Regions from separate parts of the Mus musculus genome. Here all the other regions are linked to region 3. The links are chromatin contacts, called in public Hi-C and promoter capture Hi-C maps. All regions are on one chromosome and are shown on one strand. The core of a region is the stretch at or near the end of the contact, and the rest is flanking DNA. Distances in the headings are between cores, read along the strand shown. Region 1 holds the start of Prkci (protein kinase C, iota). Region 2 holds the start of Sec62 (SEC62 homolog (S. cerevisiae)). Region 3 holds the start of Pik3ca (phosphatidylinositol-4,5-bisphosphate 3-kinase catalytic subunit alpha).

Region 1 (3,209 bases), core at 40-2,539, 1.4 Mb after region 3:
TAGTCCCAAATCAGTCAATGTCAGAGGCTGGAAGATAACACACAAATCTAAGGCCTTACATGTACACATTAAGACATGTGCAGCTTCAGTTCTCTTGAAAGGAAAACAAGAAAGAACCGGGAAGGTCTGCTATCTTCACTGATCCCCTCAGGAATGTGAAAGCACGCACAGCTCTTTTAACCTTGTAGCACTTGAAGCTTTTAAAAGCAATTTATTTCTGCCTAGACAAGCAGAGAGGTCTTCTGTTAATCCCTGCTCTCCAGTCTTTATGCTCACGCTGGCCTTTCACCTCAGCAGAGATCCTAAATTATCTCAAACCACACACTGAAGTCAAAGGAGAGGAAGAACTTTATGATAAGTCACGATAGAAAATGATTTGGGCTATGCTCAGAACTGGATTACTTTTGGCAGAGACATTAGTTTAAACGTTTGGTAATCAAGTGGGGTAAAGATCGTTTCTAGAATTTAAAGCCTTGGCTTCTCACCTTTCGATAGCTCACCCTAACTTCCAAAATGTGGGTCAGCACATTTGCACCTTAATTCTGACCACCCAGGATCCAGTGCACATCCTATTAAAAAGTATCGACTTTGGTACTAACTCTAACACCTATAGCGGCTCTCTGACCATAGTCCAGACTTATTTCATGAACTCTCCCACGGCGAAGGATAGATGTAAACCTGATTTATAAGACGGAGGCTTCAGGCCTGTCTGCAATGAAAGGAGCCACCTAACGAAGCAGTCCAGGCTTGCGTGCCCACAGTAGTGAGTGAACAGAGGCTTCCCTCGAAATCTTCAATCCACCCAGTCCCGAAACAGTTGCAAATTTCTCCGTCAGCTGATTTGTCCTCCCCTCCGGTTGCGCCCACTCTCCTCCGCCGACTCCTGGCGACCTACACTCATACGTCCAGGGTGCCACCAACCGCACCTCTCGCCGCCCCCACGATCGCTCGGGTCCCTGACCGCCAACACTCACCCGCGGTAGTAGGCTTTCACCCGGACCTGGTGGGAATGGTCCCCGCCGCCGCCGCACGCGACCGTGTGGGACATGGTGCTGCTGTCCCTCTGGGTCGGCATCTCCTCACTCCCCCGCCTCGCCGCAGGAGGCCGAGGGGGCCGGGGCAGCGCCGGGCGCCGCGAGGGTCTCGGCCTCCCGAGCCTGTCGGGAAGCCGTGGCCGCCCGCCTCGCCGACCAACACGCCTAGCCCGCGGCGCGGAGCGAGCAAGGGGTCGCTTCGCCGCCAAGCCCGAGCCCCAGCGCTCCTCCCTCCGCCCGGCACAACACGCCTCCCGCCGCGGCTCCTCCCACCACGCTCGCTCCCAAGGCCGCATTCCGCGGCAGGGCGGGCTCAGGAGTCGCGGAGCCCCGGCGCTCTCATCCTCACGGGGGGGAGAAGAGGCTAGCAGAGGGAACAGAACCCACCAGCCTACTAACAGACGCTCTGAAATGGGAATATACTTGGATATTAATATAAGTAATTGTAAACCACGCCTTTAAATGGAAGGATTTCTACAAAACAACCTACAGAGCACCCACGCTCAAGGTTGCTTCCCCTATTTCTTCTATTTAGTCTCGTCCCAGCTAGCCCGCCACGCTTCCGGAATGTATTTGCTGCGCGGGATTCTGGGATTTGGAGTCCCGGTGGGATTCTGGGACTTGTTCCTTAAGTGTAGAGTGCCGCGTTTTCGATCTTGTGCTTCCCGGGAGTTGTAGGCATGGAAGTCCTGAAAACCGCTTGAGTATCTGAGGGCACTGGAAAGATGGCTTCGTCAAGATGTAGAATCTCCTTCCAATTAAATTCTCCATGTCAATTTCATTGATCATTGAAATTAAACAGTTCCCTTTTGGGGGAACAAGATTTGATTACCTGCTCAGCAAATCCTTTTCGGGGAGAATTTAATAATGTAGGTAGCAAAAGCATTAGTGAATGCAACGAAAGAAGAAACTCAATTGGGAGATACCACAGGAGAGAGACTTCTTCAAGGCCCTCAACCCGTGAATATTGCCATTCTATAGAAGAAAGTGCCCAGTGAATACTTAACTAGTGTGTCAGTTCATTAGCATTTATTTTACTTACACTAGTCTGGTCGAGAATTAGAAAAAAAAATCTGTCCGTGTAACTTACTTTCGGACTTCCTCAGATCTTGCCTGTATCACTTACTCTACCCTTAAGGTAGCTTGAATCTAGCCACCAGGTCAGCTCAGATAGCAACATGTGCAAATTGTTGAAATAAGCAAAGATATGGCTTTCTTTTTGTTATTGTTTGTTTGTTTTTGGTTGGTAAGAGGTTTTCTCTCTGTAGCTGTCCTTGAACTCATTCTGTCAGGCTAGACTCAAACTCAGAGATTCGCCTGCTAGTGCCTCCTGGGTCCTATTAAGGGCATGTGTCACCACTACCCAGCAGCTTTCTTTATAATCATACATTAGATTTGGTTGCTTGCTTTATCAGAGCTACTATGTGTGACACTTAGCTTGGTACTAGCTTCATCCAACGTCCACAAATTTGGAGTATATGAAAATTTCCACTAAATAACTTTTTTTTTTTTAACAATTAGAGGCTGCATCATCACGTTAAATATGGATTGATTGCTGATGGTCATTTTTTTTAATTATTATTTTATGTATGAGCACCACACACCGCCTGGTTCCTGCAGAGGTCAGAAAGGGGTGCCAGATACACTGGAACTGGAGTTTCAGATAGTTGTGCTGGGAATCAAACCCAGGTTCCCAGGAGGAACAGCCAGTGCCTTTAACTACTGAACCATCTCTCCAGGCAGAGATCACCAATTTTTAATTGCATTATTGAAACTTTTTAATGCTTTGTGACAAGTTTACAATTATATAAAGCTCTAGAAAAATAACTAGCATATAAGAAGTAGATATTTATGAAGAAATAAAAGGTAATTCACAGAAAATTCTTTTTTTAAAAAAAATTCTTATTCCTTACCACTTTTGAAAAATCTGTCATTATTGGCTTCATAATATGGTTTTAAAGGTTACCCAAGAATTTTTTAACTACTTAATGTGTTAGCTATATGAATCTGTAACTATAATTTGTATAAATAGCACTACACACACACACACACACACACACACACACACATCACTTTTCTTAAAGATGATAGATTTAAAAATAATCATTACAGAGATTGGAGAGATGTCTCAATAGTTTAAAGATCTCACTGTTCTTCTAGAGGACCTGGGGGTCG
Region 2 (3,170 bases), core at 146-2,645, 1.6 Mb after region 3:
AAAGGAAAACAGAAAAAGACATCCTACGTGGGGAACAGAAAGACAAGAATGAGTGTAACAACTTGTGACTGACATATTAACAACTTACTAGAGACCATCAACTTAGGCCTTTGGTTTCTGAGTGAGCTCTTGAGGCGCTCACATCCATGTTTAAGGTGCATCGAACAAAGGACACCCAACAGGGCGAAAACTGCGGGGAAGAGATGCTCAGGTGACATTCATAAGGGATGAGGGAGGCACAGTATGTAGGGCGTGAGGCTGACAAGCTGGCATGTGGAAGGTTTCTGGGTGCCACCAGCCCATTGCAGCACTGACCGGGCAGGGTTTGTTTACATCGTGTCGCCTGGAAGAAAGCCGGCAAGGTTCAAGCCCGGCTATTCGGTTAAAAGAGCCATTGGGAGGGGAATGGAGGGCACACGCCGCTTAACATCTGGAAGGAGCCCTGGGGCCGGGCGGCCCGGGGCCAGCTGACCGACCGACCGTCTGCAAGCACAAAGAACCGGCGGCGGTGCCGCAGGTCAGCCCTCCTTCCACCCCAGCTACCGTGGCCTTAATATCGGGACGCCAGGGAGACACGGAGGAGGGAGGGAGGCCGGCCGGCGCCTGGCGTCCGCGCTCCCCGCGCAGGCCCGAGCCCTCCGCCGCAGGAACGCGGGGCCGGACGCGGGATTCGAGCGCCGCGCCTCCCTCCCTCCTTCCTTCCCCGGACGCACCACAGAGCCCTCGGCCGAGCGGCCGCTAACACCGTCCCGCCTCGAGACCATCCCGGCGCCGCGACCCCGCGGAGACGGCCTCCGGGCGTCCGGCCGCTCGGGACGTCTCCCCCTGTCCCTCCTCGTCCCAGCGCGCCCGAGCCCGTCCCCGGTCCCACGGCCCCGCCGAGCTACCTGGATCCGCTTCTTGTGTCGCCTGCGTTCCGCCATGTTGGCCGCTCCGCCCGGTTCCTTCTGACGTGGAGCGAGTCGGGGAGGGGGCGGCTGAGATCTCGCGAGAGCGCGGCGGCTCGCGGCCCGTTATGTAACCCGCCGCGGGCTCTGGGCTGGGGGCGGCCTCCGTGGTCTTCCCGCCGTCCGTGCGGTGGCGGACGACGCGGGCTGCTTCTGCTTCTGGTCCCGGAGGCCGGCGCCACGTGAGTCAGAGCGCTGGAGGCTGGCAAGTCGCGTCGGCTCTCAGCCCTGACTGAACGCCCGAGTCACCTGGCTGGCGTGTAAACACAGATCCCCGGGCCCCGCCCCTCAGAGTCGCTGACGCCGCCGGGACCACCGGGGCGCACAGCGTCACCTGTGGCGCTTCCTGCCCCAGCGAGCCCCGTGGCACCCCACTTCAGTCCCGCCAAGTTCCCCTTAAAAGGTGGAAAACAACTTCAGAGTCTGACTCCATTAAACACAGCTCGTCCCCAAAGCCTTGGAATGTCCGCTCCTCACGTGACACCTCACAACCCATCCTTAGACTCCAGAAGGCTGGATGAGCCCAGGGAAGTTAAGGTGGAAAGGAGCAAGACTAGTTGGGATGCAGTAGACTGCAGGCCACTTCTATATGACTATTCTGACGACCTGCTATATGACTATTATTCCAGAACTTTCTAGACCAAAGACATGGGTAGTTAAGTGCTTAGGTACAAGTTCTGATGACATTGTGGCTGTAAGAAAGTTGAAAAAATGCAGAAAAGATAAAACCAATAAAGTTTAATTCTATCCCTTGAGTCAGTTAATCATTTTAAATTTCTTTTGTCCTTTATATCCACTTTGCGTGTACATGGGATGTGTGTGTATGTTGAATTTATAAGTCTTCTCTGTTCCCCCCCAAACATCATGGAACCTGGTAGCCTGTTTGTTGTTGTGGTTTTTTTTTTCAGTTTTGCATTGTAAACTTAATTTCAAAATCCTTAAAGTTTTCTATTTCATATATCTGACATAATAATATGTAGTTGAAGCAAAGCTCAGTACTTTGATGCCTGATCATTTATATACTAAGATAGCTGAAGGTTGGTGGTTTTTGTTTTTAACTATGCAATTCTACTCTCAAGAGATCTGTAATTTGGCTCTGCTGTCAGGAAGCAGGGGAGAACTAATAATTCTTACGTATTAACACAAAACTTGGAACATACAATATCTTGTTTTCTCTAGCCTTTCCTACCCAGATGATTGTCAGGACAAGCTAATAGCTAGCAGATGATCTCCCTGAGATTGTGTGCCTCAGATTAACATAATCCGTGACAGATTTGCTCCCATAGGCAAAGCCCAGGAGAAAATAATTTTAGGAAAGATTCCTACTATTAATATGCTTCTCCTGTTATTATTAAACATATATAACAATCACTAGGTATTAGCCTACCTCTTTGAGCAGATCTCTGCAGTTGCAGATCTACAGAGATGTACTGTCTTGTAGGGATGCTATATAGACAAATGGATGACTTAATTCTTAATGATGATCCTGTAAGGATTCCTAAAATTGTACCAGTATGTATTAAGCTGTCAAAACTGCAATGAGAACTCTGCCAGTCTCTGTCACCAGTTAATTGCCTCTACTACTCAGAGCACATTCCAAAAGGTTGTAAAACCATTAACCAAAAGTCATAAAAAGGGAACTACGATTATATTATAGGTGCTAGGACAGAAGATACAATGTTGACTGGGTTTATCTATACAAAACTTCACTAGTAACTTGGTTATGTTTTTTAACTCTCTGTGACCCTGTAGAGTTGTGACAGGGGATGAATGTTTAGCCAGGTAATTACTCCTAATGGATATACATGTAAACATTCTCTGCTGTAAACTTCTATTTCAATTTATGATTTGAATTTATGAGTAAACTTGTGACGAACTTTTTACCATGTGATCATGTGTTCTAAAAGATGTATAAGTGCTGCCGACAGAGAAAGAAACAGAACTAGGCTGAGGAGGACTTTTTAGTCAGATCTGAACAGAACCTTTTAGAAAACTAAACTGAGGACAATTTTTTTAGTCATGACATAAAAACTTTTTAGAGAGAACTGAGCTCAAGAACTTAGAAGTAAAGGCAGAGCATTGGGAGAAAAGGCTTTGAGAGTAAGAGCATTGCTGTGACATCAGAGCAGGAGGAGAGAGAAAATTAGAAGGAGAATGCAGAGTGGAATAACTTAGAAACTATAAGGTAACACAAAAAAACTAAGAGACCAATCTGCAGAATGT
Region 3 (3,321 bases), core at 395-2,894:
CTTGCTTTCAAGCATTATACTCTGTCACCAATAAAATAGCAACATTTGTTCCTTATTTCCCTTCTGATGATTTTACTATTCTGATGTGGTAACATTTGCTTCAATCACTCGTTCTGCAATTTTTTTTAAATGTGTACTTGCCTATTTTGCTTATTTTGAAAAATGAACGATTTAAAAAAAAATATGGATGACTACATATTTCCTATTGTCTCCCTTTAAAAAGTCCCACAACACGAGGTGGAAAAAAACAAAAAAACAAAAAAAAAACCCAAAACCCTAAGTCAACAAAACCCAAACCCAAAAAACAAAACCAAACACCAAACCAACAGTACCCTTTCAGATAATTTTGACAGATACTGCAGAACAGTTAATCTGGTAATTAAAAATTTCCAGAACACGTGATGTTTATTTATACCGTGATCTACGCTGTCAACCAGAACCCGACGCTTTAGTTTGAAACAAAAATACCTTACAACTTGAATTCACAGACACGGTGGTAGATTCTTGGATTGCAGTTGCAGTGGGAGCCCACTAATCAAAACACCGTGTTTTGATTTGTCCAAATTAATTTAGCAACACAGTATCTTTTATTTTTATTTTTCTTGGCCCAGGACTTTTCTTACAACGCATCATTAAACACAAGAGATTCGACATCACACGATGTCAACAAATACCAAGAGAGGCTAGCTTCCAATATGGTCTAAAGTGATTCAAAAGTTGCAGTGGCAACGGCCAGACCGGAGCTACCTGGGCTCTATCTACCCAAGCCGGTTTCCCCAGGGTCCCGCGAGCCCACGCCCCGCGTGTGCACAAAGGCGCAGTGGAGGCACGAGCTTTGGGCTGCAGTCTACTCTGTCCCCCACAGACGCAGGCTGCACAAGCCCTCCGCTGGTCTTCCATCTACCCACGTAGAGCGGAGGCTGACACCGTCCGCGAGCGGCAGAAGAGGCCGCACGGTCCCTGGATCGCAGGGGAGGCACGGAGAAGACGAGCGCCCGCGAGCCGACACCCGGCTCCGGAAAGGAAGGCCCGGCGAGAGTGAGGGCGGCGGGGCTCGCCAACACCCGACCCCGGGGCGTGCGGCCCTGCGTGCCCTTCCCGGCCTCGCTGCGATCGCGCGATGGAGGAGGACCGGGCGGAGGCCGGGTACGAGGAGAGGGGCCGGGAGCCCGCCCGCCCGCCCGCCCGGAGCCCGCCCTCCCTGCCATCTACTCACGCTCCGGCTTCTCTAGGCTGCGCGGCTCCCGCCGCATCGGGTCCCGGCCCCGCGGGCGGCGGCGGCGGCGGCGCCGAGGGAGAGGACAGCGGGCGGCGCGGCGCCCGCCTCCCGGGCCCTCTCCCCCGCCGCTGCGGAGCGGCCCGGCCGGGCCCGAGCGCTGCCTCGCCGGCCGCCCCAGCCCCAGCCTCGGCCGCCGCGGCACCGGAACTGCCGCTCGCTCGAACGCTCTCTCCGCTCGGCGCCGGCCCCGCCGCACGCCCCCACCCCCGGCTCCGCTCGCCGGCGCCCGGGCTCTTTTTCCTTTTGTTTCCAGAATAAACTTTATTGGTCTCTCTTTCCGCTCACATCGTGTAAACAAACAACGAACTCTTCCCCACCCCCTCGGCTCCCCCCTCCTGGGGCAGAGGAGGGTGAGAGCTGAGGAGGGGCCGAACTTGCAACGCCCCGGAAACAGGGCTGCAAAGACCGGAAGTGAGGCGGAGAAGAGGCCGGGCAATGGGCAAGTTCGGGAACAGTGACTCACTGCGCCTGCGTCCTGCTCTTCCGCCCCGAGTGGCAGTGCGAGTCAGCGCTGCAGTCGTAGCTCAGGCGGTGGTGTCATCCTGGGACGGCGGACGTGTCAAACCTATTAGCTTCTTCCAGCGGCAGTCTGTCTTGGGAGAAGCAGACAGGAAAGTCGGGAGCGAGGGATGCCCAAAGAGGAAACGAAAGGAGGGCAAGATGAAGGGTGGCTCTCCCAAATTGGATGCGGATTTCAGGAAGAAGTCTTTTGCAAACACTGGTTTAAATTGTAACCCACTCCGATAGCCCTCTGCAGTCTTTAGAGGTCTTTGGCTATGTCCAGTCTGTTTTCCTTGTATCCCAGCTATAGAAGCTGTGTTACTTTTTCATTTTTGAGGCTTCAAAATAGTTATGCTGGCTTTAAGTACGATTCAACGTGGTGAGGTACTGCCTAAGGTTTTGGTTGCAAGGAATGAGATATGTTGACTTTTAAACGATGCAACCCCAGTAATCCCACCACTCAGGAGGCTGCCGGATCTCTGAATTCCTGAGTTCGAGGCCAGCCTGGTCGAGAGGCGGGGGCGGCAACAGACGGACAGACAGACAGTCGGTATCCTGCGTTTCTCTCCTTACGGGTCTTTTATCATATTGAAAAAGCCTAAGGTCCAGAATCGAAGTCAGAGCCAAGTCCGGCAGCCTAGTGCCCCCTGGAATTTTTAAAGTGTAGAGGACAGGAAATACACTCAAAACTGCCACGCGTCCTCAACCTCGTCTTAAGGATTCATTCCTCTGTGTTTTACTGGACTGTCTGTATTTCCTGTTTTCTTTCTTTTCCACCCTAAGGCCTCGTTTTAATCTCACATTCCAGGGAATCTGAGTTTTAAAATATTTAACTAGTCGTGTCCGGCAGTTTCAGAACACCCTTATCCCCGGTCGAGGAGTTAAATAACCTTGAATTTCATAGTTAATCTTAGGTCCTAAAAGCATCATTACTTAAATTGTGCTTCCTGTGTGATATTAATAGATAATACTTGGTCAGGGAATTTTATGCTGGGAATAGTTTGCTTTCTAATTTTTTTTTTTTTTTTTTTTTTTTTTTTTTGGTTTTTCGAGACAGGGTTTCTCTGTGTAGCCCTGGCTGTCCTGGAACTCACTTTGTAGACCAGGCTGGCCTCGAACTCAGAAATCCGTCTGCCTCTGCCTCCCGAGTGCTGGGGTTAAAACCACGCCCAGCTGGGTTTTTTGGGTTTGTTTGTTTGTTTGTTTGTTTTTTAAGCTAGGGGCCAAACTGGGGACTTTGTGTATGCTAGCAAGTCCCCTACTACAGAATTACAGCCTTGAATTCTTTCTGCAGTATTGCTAAATGTTTAAAGTATGTTACACATCTGTGGGATAGAATCATTAAAATACTGAAAGAAAAATGCTTTAGAGGAAAAGAAAAGTTACTTATTATTATATTATTAGACTGTGAAGCAAGCAAACCAAAATGCATCAGAATTAAATAATTTCACCATAATTCTTCCTTTATTAGAATTAACTTATTTACTTATGTATTGAGACAGGATCTAGACATGAGCCCATGGGTTGGCCTCTGTCTCAGC

The links. A called contact is a pair of places that touch in the nucleus more often than the background predicts. Capture Hi-C pulls out chosen DNA fragments and counts their contacts.
Region 1: a promoter capture Hi-C map of liver shows a contact between it and region 3, with 7 times the contacts expected there. The contact joins the promoter of Prkci here to the promoter of Pik3ca in region 3. A contact is called at or near these places in 11 of 39 promoter capture datasets (the 3T3-L1 cell line, 3T3-L1-derived adipocytes, the C10 cell line and 6 more), 2 of 484 Hi-C or Micro-C datasets (CD4 T cells and cardiomyocytes), 7 of 115 datasets of contacts at active chromatin or transcription factors (embryonic stem cells, epiblast stem cells, large pre-B cells and 3 more) and 2 of 9 other capture datasets (adipose tissue and liver).
Region 2: a Hi-C map of regulatory T cells shows a contact between it and region 3, with 11 times the contacts expected there. The contact joins the promoter of Sec62 here to the promoter of Pik3ca in region 3. A contact is called at or near these places in 2 of 39 promoter capture datasets (hippocampal neurons and pre-B cells), 2 of 484 Hi-C or Micro-C datasets (CD8 T cells and regulatory T cells), 4 of 115 datasets of contacts at active chromatin or transcription factors (astrocytes, embryonic stem cells, large pre-B cells and 1 more) and 2 of 9 other capture datasets (adipose tissue and liver).

Annotation. Positions count from the first base shown.
Region 1 is chr3:30,993,851-30,997,059 of GRCm38.p6, reverse strand. It overlaps Prkci (protein kinase C, iota), which reads right to left and starts at 1,289. Exons shown (of 18, transcript NM_008857.3): 1 at 975-1,289. The coding sequence starts at 1,075.
Region 2 is chr3:30,791,101-30,794,270 of GRCm38.p6, reverse strand. It overlaps Sec62 (SEC62 homolog (S. cerevisiae)), which reads right to left and starts at 1,395. Exons shown (of 8, transcript NM_027016.2): 1 at 888-1,395. The coding sequence starts at 923.
Region 3 is chr3:32,395,388-32,398,708 of GRCm38.p6, reverse strand. It overlaps Pik3ca (phosphatidylinositol-4,5-bisphosphate 3-kinase catalytic subunit alpha), which reads right to left and starts at 1,644. Exons shown (of 21, transcript NM_008839.3): 1 at 1,217-1,644.